2 separate regions of the Podarcis muralis genome follow, and region 2 is linked to region 1. A link is a contact called in public Hi-C data. All regions are on one chromosome and are shown on one strand. Each heading gives the region's core, a stretch centred on a gene start, on an enhancer-like site or on the middle of the called end of the contact. The rest is flanking DNA. Distances are from core to core; before and after follow the strand shown.

Region 1 (3,493 bases), core at 699-3,198:
TTCGCGCAGCGCTCCGCTAGCCGTGGGAGAGCCGCACGACTCCCATGGCTTGCGGATAGCAGCCTGTTCTGGGGGCTGGGGTTGGGGGAAGCTCGGGCTTCCCCCGACCCAGCCCCGAACCTGGGGGGAAAATAATTTTTTTTCTTTATTCCCCCCCAAAAAAAAACTAGGTGCGTCCTATGGGCTGGTGCATCCTATGGGGCGAAAAATATGGTAGCTTATTGTCCAAGGACTTGGGAAGGAATAGACTGTCAGGTAACCAGTATGTGCAGCATGCAAGGACTTTTATAATCAATAATATCACACTGAACCTGGCATATCAGCTGAGGACAAGTGCTCAGGAAGAGGGGAGGAGTCCACAGAGTTTCATAACCAGGTGTCACTGTGGGAAAGACTTTCTTACCCATCTCCACATAATTCACCACTTCCACTGATGGAGCACTGAATATACTTTCAAGAAATTTCAATTCTCAGTCAAGAATATACAGTGGTACCTCAGGTTAAGAACTTAATTCGTTCCGGAGGTCTGTTCTTAACCTGAAACTGTTCTTAACCTGAGGTACCACTTTAGCTAATGGGGCCCCCTGCTGCTGCCGTGCTGCCGCCATGTGATTTCTGTTCTCATCCTGAAGCAAAGTTCTTAACCCAAGGTAATATCTTTGGGTTAGCAGAGTCTGTAACCTGAAGCGTCTGTAACCTGAAGCGTCTGTAACCCGAGGTACCACTGTACAGGGAAAGGTGCTTCCATAAGTATCCAGCCGAAGCTGTTCAGAGCTTTTTCCTCACTTCCTCTGGAGATGCATCATCGCATAAATGTTGTGTGAAGTGCATATAACCTCATGGGGAAATCCTACCGATAACTCTTTGTTGCCTACCTTTAATCCAGATTCTTCCCATTTGGGACATTTGCATGTCTCCTTGCTTTGTTTCCAAATGATAGCAGACAATACAATGGCGAGTCCTAAGAAAAAGCATAACCTAGAAAAGTTCCCCCAGTAGCAGGCTAGTGACTTCTTCAGGCTCCTGTGCACCATTGCCATTTCCCACCAAGGGCCTGTTTAAATGGAAACGGCCAGTCTTAATACTCTTGCTACGGCAAGAAAAGGTTCTGAAATGAAAATGAAAATTATGCTGTTTTAATAGATGCACTTTTTTTTTAAAGGTGTTCGTGCTGAGCAAATCTTTTAGAAGCAAAATGATACAAAATTCCTTTTTGTTAAATCCGGGTATACAGTGATATTATGATCACAAAAAAGCTAATCATTTAGAAACATTGCAAAATCAGCTTCTCCCTTGGTGTGGAGCGCAAGTCTGCTCAGGATTTTAGGCCAAATTTAGACCTTATGTAAGAACATTGCATTGGGGTTCCTGCAGATTGCTGGAAAGAATATCCACACTGGTTACAGAGGAGAAAAAAGAACTCCTGTCAACAGGTTTGCATAGAGATGTTGCTGAGTTCCTTAATCCCTTGCCTTGGAATATGAACCTCGGTGACTCACCCTGCTTACTTTAAATATAAGATGAGCATTAAAACCCTCTGAGCTCTTTTCTGGCTTGAGTTTTATGAAGACCAGAGAAGAACTGAAGTAGTCTCTACTAGCCAGCTATCCCCACGCATGCTGGTATCCAGCGCCTCTTCCCCCCACCCTGACTACAATTCCCCTTAATGTTTTGTATACAGTAAAGTGTGTTCGTCCTTTTAAGGAAACACAACAGGGCTTACTGAGTGACTCAGCTCACTAAGTACTTGTGCAGCAACGACTGTGCAGGGACAGAGAGGGTGTAAAACAATTGTTCTCCTCCTTATGAAGCTTTGGATCAGTGGCATCCTTCATGGTCTGGTCTGGTGGGGCCCAACTGTAATTCCTTCTCTCTCTTCCCAGAAGCCTCCAACTGCTACAGAACCTGTGAGCTGATCAATAGAACTAGAACCTTCTCCTACGATCCTCTCCCACCACTGCCTTTGGATGGGCTGGTGTACTTCAATACCACATGATAAGGTAGCTCATATGAATTTATCTATGACCTGTGTGAGATACCTGTTGTCCAAATATTTTCTCCATTCCAGTTGTTTTTTAAACAGGAACGTTATTTCCCTCACACACTTCTAGAACTCCTATTTCTGCAGTATCATGCAAAGCACGGGGCCTTCTATTGAGCTATGGACCTCCCCCCATACAGGGGTGAATAACTGCAGGTCCAGGGAACAAACACCAGCCCTTCAGAGTCTCCCCAGGCCACAGCTGACTCCGCAGGGCTCTGTCTCTGAGCTCTGGCAAAGACTCTTCCTTACCTGGATGGAGGTGTGTGTTTGTGGGAGAGAGAGAGAGAGAGAGAGCACCAATTGCTGTACAATGAAAAGAGTTTCATCTGTTCCTCTGCTCAATTTTGCCTCTAGTCCCACCTACCACTGGCAGGCAGCCTCAGAAGCAAATGTGTCTCTTGGTCTGAAAAAGGTTCCTCATTCCTGTCACAATATGCACATAAAAGTGAAGGCTGAAAGCTTACCTTCCAACGCTCTGCAGCCCAAACGTGGGAGACCATCTTCTGGGTCCGAAATCCCATGTGAATCGTGTGACCCATGTGAGATCAAGGACCCGGAAAAATGCTTTTTGATGGCACGGTGCCCAAAAGCATGCATTCTGGGGTGCCATGTGAAATCGCAGAGCCAGAAAAAATGTGGTGTTTTTTTCTGAGTGAAATCTTGGCCCCAAATCACATGAGAGCAACATGCCCTAAATGGCCGCCATGCTCTCACAGAAAAAAGAGATGTCCTGGTTTTTCCAGGGCAGTTGACAGGTATGTGAAAGTGCTTGTATTCAGCTGTTGGTGGGATTCAACTAAGGGGTTACAGGCATGGAACGAGGTTTGTTCGTAGATAAGCAAATGGACAGTTTCTTGGACATAAGAGCCACTCACCCACAGGGCCCCTAGCTCATCACGATTGGCTGCTGCTACCTTGTATGTGTACAGTATAGTCACTTCAGCCCCGATAGTGCATTCCATGTACACCTGCAGACACACGTACACTTGTAATCCTCAATATGTGAAGAGGAAACAGCACTTAAGCCTTACCAGTTGTATGTTGCCAGGTAAAGGACCTCTAAAAAGGACGACTACAGACCTGCCCTTTTCACTCACAGCACTCTCCCACAGCAAGTCTCCATCCCTGTAGCATGCAGACTGTGGACATAAGACCTGTTCCTGGAAACATTTTAAACATTTTTTTAAAAAGTTAATCTGTGTATGTCCATCAGCGCCAAAGGTCATTTGTGCTAACAAGTCTCCAGTGAGGCCTTTCCACTTCACCCAAATGCCAAGTCAGTAAATCAAGCCTAATAAGGATGTTTTGTGTTGCCCCTTCTGGTATCCGAAAAATAAGTGTGTGTGTGTGTGTGTGTGTGTAAGAGGACATCTCCAATTCCTCAGGTTCCAACTAAAGAGCTTGTAAGCAGTTGCCAGCCGATGACAGCTAATAAGCCAAACTCAGATG
Region 2 (3,493 bases), core at 337-2,836, 290 kb after region 1:
TAATAGGAGCAACAACAAGAAGGACCCCCCCCCCAAAAAAATGTGTTCCTGGTGGAAATGTTCTCCTGCCCATATCATTGAGTTCAAGGGACTCAGGTGTGCCTAATTATGCACAGGTCAGGTTTCCATGTGACAGCATTCAATTAACACTACTGCAGAGCTCACACGGGGAACTTGTGCAGCAGGAAGTGGTAGATGGAGGCACCAAAAATATAGCATCTCACAGCCATAGGAGATCAGAAACTGCATCAGGAGGGACACTGTGCCTCCGGTCCCAAGGTAGAAGCCAAGGCAGTGGATCTTGAAATTGAAGCATGCCCTGCATACTGTATGGAGTTGTGTGCAGCCTGTGTGTGTAGTTTTTTTTTGGGGGGGGGGTATTAAGAGGGCTTACAGCTCCCCTTGGGTGAACCTTGCCTATAAATAAATGAACGAGCTTAAGATGTGCCTCCTTCAGGTGTGAGCACCTGTCCAGAGAACAACTTGTATCTCAGAGCTTGACAACAAAGCACTGCATGTGTGTACCAGAAAGTGTGCCTAATTCACACTACACTTCCTCCAGCTCTAGCAGCCTCCCTGCGCTCCCAGCGAGAGCCGGTGTGTGCCCCGCTGTTGCCAGGAGCGCCTCCCTCCCCTCTTCACTTTAGGCAACTTGTAAAGATACTTAAAGCCTTGAATTCCCACTCTGGGAAGAAACTCCTTCCCAGCAGGCAGCGCAGCGCACAGAGCGCTTACAATAAGGCCTCAGAGCTCCAAGGCGTGCGAAAACAAGGCTCTGACTGGGAACCTCGCCAGCCCGCGCTGCTGACCCTGCGGGGTCTGCGAAGCCCCAGCTAGGAGCCCGTCGAAGGAGGCGGAGAGGCCGAAAACTGGCTGGGGAGGGCGGGGGGAGATTTCTCAACTGTGGGAGGACAACTTCCTGACAGAAACAAGGCTAGATAAACAGCTGAAGGAGCCCAGCCCGGCAGCGGCTGCTCCAGGCTACATTTTTCAAGCATGACGCTTTCCCCGAGGCGGCACACCCAGCCCGGCCACCCCCGTCCCTCCCTAGCCCGGCTCGGGCGCTTCTGGCTGAGGGCAAGCGCGGGGAGCCTTTGACTTTTTCCTCTCTCTCTCCCCCCCCCCGTCTCGCCTCCCTCTCTCCTCCATGCCCCTCCCTCTGCCTCATTAAAGGCGCCGCGCAGAAAAAGTGGGAAACCTTTGGCACACCAGCGCACACACTTCTCTCTCTGCCCCCCCCCCCTTACCTTCTTTCGCTTTTTTCCTCCTGGCCAAAGTGCCTCCGAGCTTGCCCAAAAAGGAGTCGTCTTTCTTCCGGGATGGGGGCGACTTGGGAGTGGGCGACTTGGGGGACGAGGGCGACTTCTGAGGGGAGGTGGCCATGGCGGAGGTGCTGCTGGGGGTCCCAGGGAAAGCGCGCCGGAGCCTCGCCGAGGAGGAGGAGGAGAGTCCCCGCTGGAGTCGCTCACAAGCGGCTGGTCCCTATTCCCAACGGAAGCGGAATTATTCCAAACATTTGAGGCTGTTCTTGCTCTCTCTTTCTCCCTCCTCCCTTCCTTCTTCCCTCCCTCTCTGCCTCTCTCCCTCCCGCGCGCACCCAGAGAAGGGTTTTCTCTGCCTCGCTCGCTCGCTCCTACCCACATGGGCTCAGAGCAGCGACTCGGCAGCTAGGACTCACCAGGCCAACGCCGCCCCACCTCAGGCCCTGCAATACTGTAATAATAACCTCTCTGGGACACAAGTTGCTCCTTCCATTAGTCTCGCACGCAAAACGTGGAAATAGCAGCCGTGCGCCTTTGGCATCCTAAGCAGGGTTACACTGGGAAACAGCCCCCCCCCCCGCCTCCTCTCGCGTTCTTATAATAGGGCTTCTCCGTTAATGGAAGGGTCTTGCATTCCAGGATTGCAGCCCCAATATTTCCTAGGGCAGACCTTCCAAGTGTCCCTATATTCCAGGGACGTCCCTGATTTAGAGACGCCGTCTTGGTTTATGATCTGATCCCGAAATGCTCCACTTCTCCTTAGGATGTCCCTATTTTCATTGGAGAAATGTTGGAGGGTGTGGAGTTATCCGACCCCTGAGACATCTGAAGGTAATCCTGTATAGGGAATGTTTTTTGAAATGTTTTATTATGTTTTTATATATGCCCTAATAAGATGTGTGGGGTCTAAATAGTAATATTTTCATTATGGAATGGGACTCCCTATTTTCATTGGATAAATGTTGGAGGGTATGAAAGGGATGGTTTTGGCCTGGACCTTCAAGTAAACAGGCATAGGAAGAGAGGCTTGTAGTGTAAATATATAGAAATAAAGGGATTCTAATGCAAAAGTCCTTCAACCTCATCAGAGCCAGGATCCCTTCTACCACAGTATTTCCTCAGCTTTCAGTCATGATATTTATGTGATTTTAATGTGCAGAGCAAAATCCTTGTTCTCCTTTCCTTTGCTTGAGCTGCTTTTCTGCAGTTGTCCCTGCAGATGGGTGCTTCCAGACTGGGCCTTATATCGCCTAAAAGTCAAACAGATCACATTTTCTGTGTTTGCATTTGGCATACCCATTCCTCCCGCCCCAATGGCTAATCATTGCTATTCCACTGGTGTCCACACCAATGGGCAGAAGATGATGGAATGTATCTGGAAATTGTATTCCCTGTCCTCCACTGTCTATGTTTTGGGCACAGGTACAGGTATTTCTGTACCTGTGTGTGCTCACTTTAAAAAATCCCAGAAAGTGTGCATGTGATTCTTGACAGGAGCATATATAGAAAACTTTTAATGGGACTTGAAGAACTAATTAGCTGTAATTCTTCAAAAAAAAGTTTCATACATTTTGTTTTACAGTAAACAAAAATTACATTTCAGATTGTAGTGCTTCATGCCTCAATAATAGTACAAAGTAGAACAACAGATCCCTGATGGATATAGAAGGTCCATTTACAGGACAGGGACATGGACAGTGTGTTTAAAACATAATTATTCATCGTATCTGAACATCAGAATGGCTAAATAGGCACACTGGGTGAGACAAAATTCCTTTTACTTCCAACCTCATGGTTCTCATTAAAATATTCACCTCATAATTACTCAAATTGCTTTCTTTCTATGATGAGTCCTAAAAACTTTGAACACAGTGGTTGGTCTGGATGTCACTATTAGACAAACAGCATCTACACAGGTTGAGCATACAAATATTGCTAATTGGAGGGCTTTGTACTTTTTGCACAGGTATAATAAACCCAAATCCCAGGCTGAGGAGAGTATTTCCATTTGGGAGCTGCATTACAAAATATTCTGAATTTGTTAACTCTGGGACTAACTAAATTATAGAAATGTTTGTGGGCCCTGACATTTAAAAGAAAAACTGTTGGAAAAACAATGTGGAGCAGAGAAGTTTCACGCTGCTTCTCTCTAAATTACTTTCTAATTTCAATTTTTCTCAGGGTTGGTTCCCAATGTTTGCTCTTTTAGGGGCAAAAGTGAAGTGAAATTA

What was found. A called contact is a pair of places that touch in the nucleus more often than the background predicts.
Region 2: a contact with region 1 is called in a Hi-C map of tail, with 2.8 times the contacts expected there. The contact joins the promoter of PARVA here to the promoter of LOC144325949 in region 1. A contact is called at or near these places in 2 of 3 Hi-C or Micro-C datasets (blood and tail).

What each region holds. Positions count from the first base shown.
Region 1 is chr1:66,694,680-66,698,172 of rPodMur119.hap1.1, forward strand. It overlaps LOC144325949 (alpha-1,3-mannosyl-glycoprotein 4-beta-N-acetylglucosaminyltransferase C-like), which reads right to left and starts at 1,949. Exons shown (of 4, transcript XM_077922822.1): 1 at 1,724-1,949; 2 at 876-1,108. The coding sequence starts at 1,040.
Region 2 is chr1:66,989,159-66,992,651 of rPodMur119.hap1.1, forward strand. It overlaps PARVA (parvin alpha), which reads right to left and starts at 1,587. Exons shown (of 13, transcript XM_028731048.2): 1 at 1,248-1,587. The coding sequence starts at 1,383.